Regions from separate parts of the Ovis aries genome. Here all the other regions are linked to region 3. A link is a contact called in public Hi-C data. All regions are on one chromosome and are shown on one strand. The core of a region is the stretch at or near the end of the contact, and the rest is flanking DNA. Distances in the headings are between cores, read along the strand shown.

What was found. Hi-C and Micro-C count contacts between places; a contact is called where the count stands out from the background.
Region 1: a contact with region 3 is called in a Hi-C map of hypothalamus, with 3 times the contacts expected there. The contact joins the enhancer-like site here to the promoter of SSR3 in region 3. A contact is called at or near these places in 3 of 16 Hi-C or Micro-C datasets (hypothalamus, liver and muscle).
Region 2: a contact with region 3 is called in a Hi-C map of tail adipose tissue, with 6 times the contacts expected there. The contact joins the enhancer-like site here to the promoter of SSR3 in region 3. A contact is called at or near these places in 6 of 16 Hi-C or Micro-C datasets (blood, hypothalamus, liver and 3 more).

The regions. Positions count from the first base shown.
Region 1 is chr1:231,250,640-231,254,363 of ARS-UI_Ramb_v3.0, forward strand. No RefSeq gene overlaps it. Among named protein-coding and RNA genes, the nearest start is that of CCNL1, 85 kb to the left of the region's middle. Within about 2 kb of position 1,517, at least 34 of the 54 cell types and tissues checked have an H3K27ac peak or open chromatin away from gene starts, as enhancers often do. A contact at or near this core is called in hypothalamus and liver, where this site is marked.
Region 2 is chr1:231,199,450-231,203,154 of ARS-UI_Ramb_v3.0, forward strand. All of the region lies in intron 1 of LOC132657285 (a long non-coding RNA gene), which reads right to left. Among named protein-coding and RNA genes, the nearest start is that of CCNL1, 33 kb to the left of the region's middle. Within about 2 kb of position 1,487, at least 36 of the 54 cell types and tissues checked have an H3K27ac peak or open chromatin away from gene starts, as enhancers often do. A contact at or near this core is called in hypothalamus, liver and tail adipose tissue, where this site is marked.
Region 3 is chr1:231,816,276-231,820,096 of ARS-UI_Ramb_v3.0, forward strand. It overlaps SSR3 (signal sequence receptor subunit 3), which reads left to right and starts at 2,320. Exons shown (of 5, transcript XM_004003224.5): 1 at 2,320-2,509; 2 at 3,703-3,821. The coding sequence starts at 2,377.

The DNA of each region.
Region 1 (3,724 bases), core at 267-2,766, 570 kb before region 3:
CAAATAAATAACCACACATTGCAATGTTGCGTTGGTTTGTGTGGTTATTTCATCAAGGTCATCTCCTTTTCTATCCTGTAAGTTCCATGAGGGCAGGGACTGTGTCGATTTTTGCTGACATTGTGTTCATGGCACCCAGTATGACCCAGCAAAGAGTGGAGTTGGCATTCAGTCAGTATTTGTTGACCTGAAATGAATGAATTTCGGGTGCTATTAAGGGTACATGGAAGAAAAGCAGAAATGCAGGAAGTATGAGGATTTACTGGAGCCCAAAGCTAGGGCATAGAAGGATAATTTGAATGTACCAGTTTCTTTAGACTAATACAAAATTTGCGTAACTGCACAACATTTATCGCTATGTGTAACTTCCCTTAGCTCAGGCCGCAACCGCCTCAGGGAAAAGGAAGGATTTGGGGTCAGTTCCCGGAGGTCTTCCGTTCTGCCTTCTTAACCTCTTCTACTCAGGCAGCCACCAGCTCCGCCCCCCCCCCCCCCCCGGGGACTCGTGCCAGCTCTCTTTTGTAGGGAGGTGGGGAGGGCTGTGCTGGGGCCAGAAATATCACGGGGGGCCCTTTCTCAGGAGCGCCATGTGTTTGTGTTACTGCAACCCCAGCGCAGATCTGGCAAAGGTCCGCGGCCGACAGGCACCTCCGCCCTTCTCCGCTGGGGACGCAATGGCGCCTCCCTTTGCACCTGCAGGTGCTTCTGCGCCCCCTTCCCCTCCCCCCGCGGGGCGGGGGATTTGTCCCCCTACCCCCTCCTCTCCCGTAGTTGATTTCTATCCTTCCTCGACTGTCATCTCTCTCAGCAGTTTTGTAGCAGGGAAATCATTTCCTCTTATTTGTTCATGAATCTCAAATGGAGGGGTCTAGGGCCTGCCGGTTTCATTTCTCACTGTGTGTTTGTTTCTTCCAGGGCCTGACGGACTGGAATGTTTCAGTAAAGGTTTCATCCCACAAACATTTACTGCATCAGAGAGAGAGAGAAAGAGAGAGAGATGAGCACATGGGGCCGTTGTCCCAGGAACGCGTCTTCTTCTGGAGTTCTTTACAGGTACCTTCACCTCTGGGTGAGGTATCTAGCTGTCAGGCCCTGGCTGAGAATCCATCCTTGCTATACTAGTTTTTGCCAGGAGCCAGGAATTCAGAAGAATGTTAATCTGTTTTTCTTCCAGCTTTTCTCACACAGATGACAATATTATTACCCTCAGCTTTTACAGTGCAAGTCTGTGCACAGATCACAGGGTCCAAGAGGGCTCCTGAGTCATTTGAGATAATTACCTTTTTTTTTTTTTTTTCCTTTCTAGGTCTTCCATTTCTGTGAATCAGCGATGTGGAAAACCCAGGCCTCAGAAAAATTAAGGGAGGCTTGAAGTGAGCAAAGCAGAGCAGAGTGTTGGCAGGAGCTGAGGGCTGCCACAGCGGGAAAATCAAGCAATGCGTCATCTAAGAGAACTCGTGGTGCTGTCTGCCTCCTCTCAGCAGCATCCACACTGGCTGGGACAGTCAGATCACTGTGACTTGGGCAGAGATGAAAACATGCAGCATAGCCAGGGTATTAGAGAGGTGTGTGGTGTCAGGACGGCCTGTGCCAGCCTCATTTACTTTTCTGAGTCATTTGAACAAAGCAGTTGTTGGGCTAACCTTGCTGTGACGAGAATCCACAACAAATCCAAAAACCTCTGCCCCCACCGCCTTTGCCCTGCAGCATAGCGCAGTCGTCTTTTCAGTGGCGTGAGCCTCATCACATGGCGATTGATGGATGAACTGTCCCTTCTCTCGCCCAGAGCTCCTCCAGGCAGGAACCTTGGCCCAGTTTCTTCTATGTCTCAGAGGCCAGGCACTGGGCTCGGCATCTAGTAGGTATCTGACGAATAAATGAATGGGTATAGGGACATATGGGAGACATAAGGGGCTCCTACAGTGGGAATGACTTCAGTAGCGCCATTCTGTTAGTTCTCTGCGGTTTGCAGGACCCAAAGGAAGAGTAATTTGTCCTCTGTATAGAAAGCATGTCTCATGTGGGGATTGCACAAGGGAAAGTGCTGGCCAGCTGGGTATCCAGGTGGGCAGAGGTAGAGGAAAATGGGGGAAATGACACAGGAAATGACGGTGTTCGTTCTGGGGACGCTTCATAGCATCCCACACAGAGCCCCGATTCTCCAGGAAATTGACAGAGTGCCTGGCAGAGGCCAGAGCACGGCTGGGGAGGCGAGCTCTCAGGCAGCCGTTCCTCAGCCCCCACAAAGACCCTCAGGCGGACTCCCACGCTTTCCCACAATCGTCCACTAGGGGGCAGGCGGAGGCAGGAGAAAAGGTGAGACGGCAGTCTGTAGGCTCTTGGGTTGGGCTCATCAGGCCGCGGTGCACCCAGGCTCACATCCAACAACACCCTGGGCTGTGTGCATTACTCAGACAACACGGCCCGGCCTCTCGGCCTGCCCGTCGTTGTCTCTGTGATTTTATATGGTGTGACCTGCGACATGAGTTACCACGAGACCATGGTAACCAGAGTACACAGCTCGGTGTAAAGGCAGACAAACAGGGAAAAAACGAATCCCTAGTTTTCTAACTTTACTCACCATTTGTGGCTTTTCTATCCCTGCCTCACCTATTCTTTATTATCCTGAACAATCAAGATGTACCTGAATTCCAGGACCCTTAAAAATGAAAAGATAAATGAGGAAAATATGCCCTGGTCTCCTGTCAGCTAGCCTTGACGATAGCGACTCATTTACTCGTGGGCCAGTTATCACTTCCTCTGGATATCCTGTCCAACACTCCTCTTGTGTACCAACATACCATCTCAAGGGAAAATTATGTTCTTGATAATTCCCACATGCCATGAAAAGTAATTTCCTGCTAAGAAACTGCTGGTGATGGGAATTCTTAATTGGTTTACAATTTTCCTAATCCTTGAAGATTGAATACAAAAAATACAACTGCCCTCTTGTACAAATTATCCTTCTATACATATTATTCAGCCCATAGACATGTGACTCAAATAAACTAGATTGAACATAAAGAAACAAACATTTTACCAGGACAGATCACAGAAATGAAAGTCCTTGTGTAGAAATGAGCATTGCTTCAACGCACAAAATCAGAGCGTTTGAAAGCTGTTTTCCTGCCTGCTGAGAATGTCCGATTAGAACCCCATCAATGCTTGATAACATTAACAGAAAACTTTGCTTTAATGAAGTTAAAGACTCTTTAATGAATTGCATCTTTAATTGGAATGAAAACAAACCAACCATATTACATGAGCCATTGGAAAATGGTAGTCATCCTAAAATAAACCATTTTCTAGTGGAATCAGAATTCTTATGCAAACCTTTTCAGGCTGCAGACATCTTTGAATGCTACCCTTGATTTCATTCCAACAGCAATCACAGCTGAGGAATATAAAGAATGATGTCAAGTTACTTTAATGGTTTGCAAAATTCTCAAGAATTTTCTAAAAATATGCATTTTCAATGATACCATAGAGTAGTTGGTCTAAAATTGACTTTCCATTAAAAACATAAACCAACAGGCCTGGATATATTCGGACACAGATGTTGCTGGAGGTTCCAGATTCCATTGTTTAAAGGTATTCCATAAATACAACAAAAATTGTGGAGAAGACATCCATCTGATTGGGTATTCAGATTTACAAAGGGAAGTAATTACAGGGCCAGAGACTGGGTGTCAGCCCTCATTCATCTAAATTCTCTTTCTCACAT
Region 2 (3,705 bases), core at 237-2,736, 620 kb before region 3:
CTGGAATGTCCAAGGCTCTCAAGGAATCTGTCAGATGAGAAGGGAAAAGGAAAGTGGTAACCAGGTCAAAGGACATGAGTTTTCAGATGATTATTCATCACAACTAGAGGATGACCAACCGTTGACTAGATTACTAATCCCACGGGTATGGAGGGAAAAGGCTTGTTGGCTTTTTTGCAGTGTTTCCCCTGCCATGCAAGGGTGGGGCCCAGCACTCAAAAGCGGGGGGTGTCAGGGGGTGGGGGAGTTGGGGGGATTGAAGCCAGAATCTTCCGGCTCAAGCTATGGTTCCCCTCTCACCAGCATGTGACCTTTTTAGGCCCCAAATTCCTCATCTAAAAATACGGGCAGTTGCCACCTGGGGCTGCACTGCACACTCTGTGAGAACATTTCTCATAAAGAGGGAATGCAGCCATTATTGTTAATATGCAGGAGCCCTAATTTCTCTCCAAGCCAACTAGTGCTGTCTCAATATCAGCAAAGAGAAAGATAGGTATTTATCAAGCCATTTTGTAATCTTTGGGGATTTTCAAAGGCTTTTTAAAGCCTGAAGAAAAGCAGCCAAATTGCTTCGGTTTCTCCATCTGTTCCTCCATGTTATCTCCATCATCTTGGGGGAAAACATGGGCCCTTTGGGGAAAGGCCTTGGCAGGTAGCCACCGTCAGGCCTCCCCACCGGCTTGGAGGGGCAGCCAGCTAGCAGGTAGTCGCCCAAGGAAGGATGAGCTCGGACAGGCCACCTGAGACCTTGGGTCCAGGGTTGCCTTGTACTCTTTTGCCCTCATGGGCCACTGCCTCCATTAAAAAAATATTTTAAAATATATTTTGTTACTTCACTGGTATAAAAGTAATTCAGAACCACCGCTGGGTTATTACATATTCATCCTTAATTTCTCTGATGGTTTTGAGAAAATAAAAATATAACTGGAAATAGGTGAAGTATGAGGAGCGGTATGGCCTCTAGGGGGCAGCACGAGCTCACCAGATGCTTATGTGACCCGGGGTGGCGGGTAAACCGTGGGTGAGCACCCAGCAGCGACTCCCACCGCTGACTCACAAAGGCCTTTTGCTTCTCCCAGCGCCTTCTCGGAGAGGGCTGTGTTAGCGCCTCTCACCCTCAGCCCAGGAAGCAGAAGGGCGGAGCGGGAGTTACTGCCCCACTCGGGGCAGAGAGGCTCACCCTGGGAGGCGCAGGGCCGCGCGGGGTCACACGGTGGCAGAGGCGGGACCCGACCAGAATTTCCTGGCTCCTCCTGCCGGAGTCTGCCTCGGAGCCTCAGCAGGCAGGATGCTCCGAAGGCCCGAGAAGTTGGTGATGTCGGCTCAGCCCTGCCGCGTCCCCCATCCCAACACTGGCAGGCAGGGAGCAGCCGCCCCTTCCCTTCTTGGCACCCCTCCCCCCACATGCCTTTGTTCACTCGCTCTGCCTACCCTCCCCCCACAACACCCCACTCCCTCCAGAGTCTGGCAGGTGGGAGAAGTTCCTCCGCTCCCCCAGAACTGAGCCGGACATCAAAGGCGCACACAGAGGACAGGACGAACCGGTGCAGCACAGGGGTGGGGGGCGGCTGGGGGGCCTGGGCCAGGAGGCACAGCAAAAAAGACCAGAAACAAAACCAACAGAACACCAGGCGGGAGATGATCGCATCTCCAGGCTCCCAGGGGGAACACCCAGCACATGGCCGGTGGGAACAATAGGCCTTCCTTTCTCCCCTCCCCAGCTGGGAACGCACCCTCTGGGGAAGGGGAGAGAGGGAGAGGGAGACCCTCTCTCCCCTAGGGTCTGCCTGAGTAGGGCCTGGACCCCAGGGGAAGCTAGTTTACAACACACATAATTGATTTTCTTTCCTTTTGTAGAGGTGAGGGTGGTGCCTAAACCCATGACAGAAACTGCTCCGCCTTGCTGGATGAGCAGAAAAAGTTGCTCATTTTTTAAAGGGGAAATATGAGATGCCAGCTGACTGAAATGGATATGGCAAAAGGGCAACCCTGTTCTCTTTCAGAGAGCATCTGTTTGGTTCAAAGGGGCCAAGAAGATTCTGGAACTTTGGCAAAGTGTGGCCAGGCCTGAGGCAGGGGTACAAGGCCTTCCGCAGAGGCCCTGGGGGGTGGATGGGGGGGACGCCTGGGGGCCCCTCTGCAGGACAGAGGTGACATCCGCCACAGAACAGCCCACCCTCAGCATCACCTCACCGGCAGGAGTCTGTCTCATCTCTCACACACAGTGACCCCAGCGCCCGTCTGGTTAGGCAGGTCCAGCTAGGAAGCAGAAATGACAGGCTCATCATGCAGATGGAGAATAAGCCATAGCTGGTCTCCCGTGTTGCTCCTCTGACCCCCCAGGAGATCGGCACGACGAGGGGACAGTCTAGTTTAGGTTGGGAGAGCAGGACTGAGACCTGCTCAGGAAAGGAACAGGACCCTCAGGAGAACGCCTGGTTGTGGAGGCTATGGCTAGGGACCTTCCTGGTAGGGGGACGGGCAGGAGGTCAAGAGCCACAGGAAGAACTCGTCTAAGGAAAGTCTGCACTTGGGGGTAGCCGTGGCTTTGCCCAGGCCAAGCCAGACTCACCATGTTCGGGAATTCTGTGACACAGGATGACTGACTTCCACAACCAAAGGGGACTTTCAGGAGATCTCTTTTTTTTTTAAGCTTTTTTTGTATTAGGGTATAGCCGATAAACAATGCTGTGAGTTTCAAGTGAACAGCAAAGGGACTCAGCCATGCATATACATGTTATCCATTCTTCCCCTCACATCCAGGCTGCCACGTAACATTAGGCAGAGTTCCCTGTGCTATACAGTAGGTCCTTGTTGGTCTGAATGCTCTCGTCTGATCCCCGCGAATTGCCACTGAAAGGGGTTTTGGAGGAAATATCCTTAAACCCCTGTGTGGCCCAAAGGGACAGTGTGACTTGCTGAATGCCCCACAGCTGCTCAGAGGACAGAAACAGGAAGCCCTGGTTCCCCGATCCATGGTCTGGAGCTCCTGCTGGTAGATCACCTTGACAATGGAAAACGTAGGTGGCCTCGAGGAGCCCTGAGGACCTGGAGTGACTGAAGCCCAGGGCGGAGGATGCAAAATGGACTTTGATTTTAAGGTCAGACCGGAGAGGGAGGTAAGCCACCAAAATGGGGTGATTTATCAGAGTAGCTAGAAAGCCAAAACATGGCCAGCTGGAGGTCACCTGACAGGGAAGGACATCTGTGAAATGGTGTCTAAGGTTCCACCCATCTCCGGTGTTTGGAGACATGCTGTTCTAGGAGCCTGAGACTCCAGGGAACTCAGAGGTAGTCAGTGTGCAAGGAGCAGGCCTGGGAGGGCCATGACTCATCCCTCAGTCATCCCTGGACCCCTCAGGCAGCCCTGAGTCAGCAGCCATTTCTGAGATGGGCACCATCTCCCGAGGCCTTTGATGGTGACTCAGCAGAAAGGGTCAGGCGGAGGCACCACCTTCCCCTGGGGCGGCCTGTCAGCTGGAACCTCCCACCTGGGCCTCCTGGGTCCCTCCTCTGTCTCTGGGAGAGCAGAGTGCTGGCTTCCTCCCAGGATCTCACCCCACGGCCTCTCAGAGTCTCCCCAGCCCCAGGCAGGGGTGCGGTACCACAGGACCCCCGTGGACTAGGGCAACATCATTTTGGCTCCTCTGAGTTAAGCAGCCAGATTTCTTCAAAAGCTTATTTTGCCAAAGAAAAGAGTATAGG
Region 3 (3,821 bases), core at 1,070-3,569:
AAATTTGGAAAACTCAACAGTGGCCACAGGACTGGAAAGGTCAGTTTTCATTCCAATCCCAAAGAAGGGCAATGCCAAAGAATGCTCAAACTACCGCACAATTGCACTCATCTCACATGCTAGCAAAATAATGTTTGAAATTCTCCAAGCCAGGCTTCAACTGTACATGAACCGTGAACTTCCAGATTTTCAAGCTGGATTTAGAAAAGGCAGAGGAATCAGAGATCAAATTGCCAACATCCATTGGATCATCAAAAAAGCCAGAGTTCCAGAAAAACATCTACTTCTGCATTATTGACTATGCCAAAGCCTTTGATTGTGTGGATCACAATAAACTGTGGAAAATTCTTAAAGAGATGGGTATCCCAGACCACCTGACCTCCTCCTGAGAAATCTGTATGCAGGTTAAGAAGCAACAGTTAGAACTGGACATGGAACAATAGACCATTTCCAAATTGGGAAAGGAGAACGTTAAGGGTGTATGTTGTCATCCTGCTTATTTAACTTATAGGCAGCGTACATCATGAGAAATGCTGGACTGGATGAAGCATGAGCTGGAATCAAGATTGCAGGGAGAAATATCAATAACCTCACATATGCAGATGACACCACCCTTATGGCAGATAGCGAAGATCTAAAGAGCCTCTAGATGAAAGTGAAAGAGGAGGGTGGAAAAGTCTGCTTAAAACTCAACATTCAAAAAACTAAGATCATGCCATCTGGTCCCATCACTTCATGGCAAATGGATGGGGAAACAATGGAAACAGTGGCTGATTTTATTTTTTTGTGCTCCAAAATCACGGCAGATAGTGACCACAGCCATGAAATTAAAAGACCCTTGCTCCTTGGAAGAAAAGCTAAGACCAACATAAACAGCATATTAAAAAGCAGAGACATTACATTTCCAACAAAGGTCCATCTAGTCAAAGCTTTGGTTTTTCCAGTAGTCATGTATGGATGTGAGACTTGGACTATAAAGAAAGCTGAGTGCTGAAGAATTGATGCTTTTGAACTGTGGTGTTGGAGAAGACTCTTGAGAGTCCCTTGGACAACAAGGAGATCCAACCATTCCATTCTGAAGGAAATCAGTCCTGAATATTCATTGGAAGGGCTGATGCTGAAGCTGAAACTCCAATACTTTGGCCGCCTGAATAGAAGAGCAGACTCATTGGAAAAGACCCTGATGCTGGGAAAGATTGAAGGCGGGAGGAGAAGCGGATAACAGAGGATGAGATGGTTGGATGGCATCACCGACTCAATGGACATGAGTTGAGTAAGCTCCAGGAGTTGGTGATGGACAGGGAAGCCTGGTGTACTGCAGTCCATGGGGTCACAAAGAGTCGGACATGATAAATGACGGAACTGAAGTGAACACAATCAAAGGCTTTAGTAGAGTCAACGAAGTAGTTGATGTTTTTCTGAAATTTTCTTGCTTTTTCTATGAGCCAACGGATGTTGGCAATTTGGTCTCTGGTTCCTCTGCCTTTTCTAAATCCCACTTGAAAAATCTGGGAGTTCTCCATTCAGGTACTGTTTAAATCTAGTTTGGAGAATTCTGAGCATTACTTTGCTGGCATGTGAAATAAGCGCAATGGTACAGTAGTTTGAACATTCTTTGGCATTGTCTTTTCTTTGGGATTGGAATGAAAACTGACCTTTTCCAATTATGTGGCCACAGCAGAGTTTTCCAAATTTCCTGGCATTTCCAGTGTGGCACTTTATTTAACAGCATCATCTTTTAGGCTTTGAAATAGCTCAGCTGGACTTCCATCACCTCCACTAGCTTTGTTGGTAGTGATGCTTCCAAAGGCCCACTTGACTTCACACTCCAGCATGTCTGGCTCTAGGTGAGTGATCACACCATCATGGTTATCTGGGTCATTAAGAGCTCTTTTGTATAGTTCTGTGTATTCTTGTTATCTCTTAATAGCTTCTGCTTCTGGGTACCCACAGAGCCAGTTAAACCATACGTTCCATGAATGAATGACCATAAGACGAAGAGCTTCATGTTTTGGGATTTCCAGGGCTTGGAAAGCATGAGTCTATCAGCATCTTTGAAATAGAATGTTAATAAAGTTTTGTTAATAGCGCCCACTAAACTACAAGTCCCGGCTTCCTCCTAGAAAGTGACGAATCACGTGGTCGGCTAGGAATCCGGAAGTCTGGCCCGCTTGTCTAATCACGCCGGAGAAACCTCCAAAGTGGCGCCAGACTGGCCAATCCTGCGGATGTTTGTTCCAAGCCCAGGCCGGGTCCCGCCTCCTCGCGCTGCGCTGACTGGTCGTTAGCGGATACGGTGGCTGTAGAGGCGGTGACCGCGGCTTTTTCCCCGCTTTGCGCCCGGTTCCGTGCCCGTCCCGCGGCTCCGATTCCACCATGGCTCCCAAAGGCGGGCCCAAGCAGCAGTCCGAGGAGGACCTGCTCCTGCAGGATTTCAGCCGCAACCTCTCGGCCAAGTCCTCGGCGCTTTTCTTCGGGAACGCCTTCATCGTGTCCGCCATCCCCATATGTGAGCGCTTGGAGCGAGACGGGCTGGGCTGGGCTGGGCTGGGCTGGGCGGGGACGTGGCAAGGCCGTGCAGAGGGCGAGGCGTGCGCCGGAGCCTGTGCTGTCCCCCAGCTCCCCCTGGACTCGGGGGCTGCACGCAGCCTCTGTGGGCCTCCGTGATCTGTCCGGGGTCGTGGTGGGTGGCATCCCAGGAAAGTCATTATAGCACGTTGGAAAAGTAGGCTAGCTCGTTCCCGGGCCTCAGGTCTGCGGATTGTGAGTTACTGGTTCTGGGATGGCGGCCTCAAATCTGTATTTCAACCAACACCCGGGTTAAGATCTTGTGATGCTAACAGGCATATCGCCTGTTCTCCCCCAGCCCCCTCGCCCGGTATAACTATCGTTTGCTGTAATGGGATCTTAAACTTTTTACTTGCTTTGGAGAAACTCATGAATTAGGTTAGAGACATAAACAATCGCACCGAATTGTAAATGTAGCTTTAGAACCGGTTCACACAGAACATTATTTTCCGAAAGAAGCTGAACCAGTGCCAAGGCCCCAAGCTCTACTGTGTTTAAACTTTTTAATAATTCTGTTAGAGCAATTCTAGAATTCTTACTTGAATGGAAAAACTTTACAACCTTGGCCAAGGTTGTTTTTAGAGTTTAGGGATTCCAAATGTCAATTTCCTCTCCCCTACATTTTTGCACTGTTGTTGGGCAAATCCAGATATATTTTCTCTCCTGACTTTATAAAACCTAGCGTGCAGTTAACATGGTTCACTGACCGCACTGTGCATTGCCTTGATTTCAGAGAACAGCCACGTCAGCGTGTGAACTCTGGTTTGGGACTACACGTGGAGTCTCGGAATGACTTGTAGTTAGTGTGATAGTACCCTGAAGAATGAAATTTGAAGTCTGAATCGTGATTTTGTTGAGCTAGAGTTCTCATTCTATAATCATCAGAAATCTCATCATGGACTAGTTATAGGAAGATTACGGTTTTCAAGTATTCTGAACTAGAAACACTTGAGACTTAACTTTTTCCTGGATATCGCACTTAGGAAGTTCTTCTTACACTGTATTGGATTCCCTAATCCGGGCTGTATTTTACCAGGTTTAGCTATAATCGTTAATAACTCAGCAGGTTTTTGTAACTGGGTGGTAATGTTTTGTTTCTTTTTGTATTCCCCACCCCCTTTTATCTTAATTCAGGGTTATATTGGCGAATATGGCATATGGATCTTATTCAGTCTGCTGTTCTGTACAGTGTGATGACCCTAGTAAGCACTTACTTGGTGGCCTTTGCTTACAAAAATGTGAAATTTGTTCTC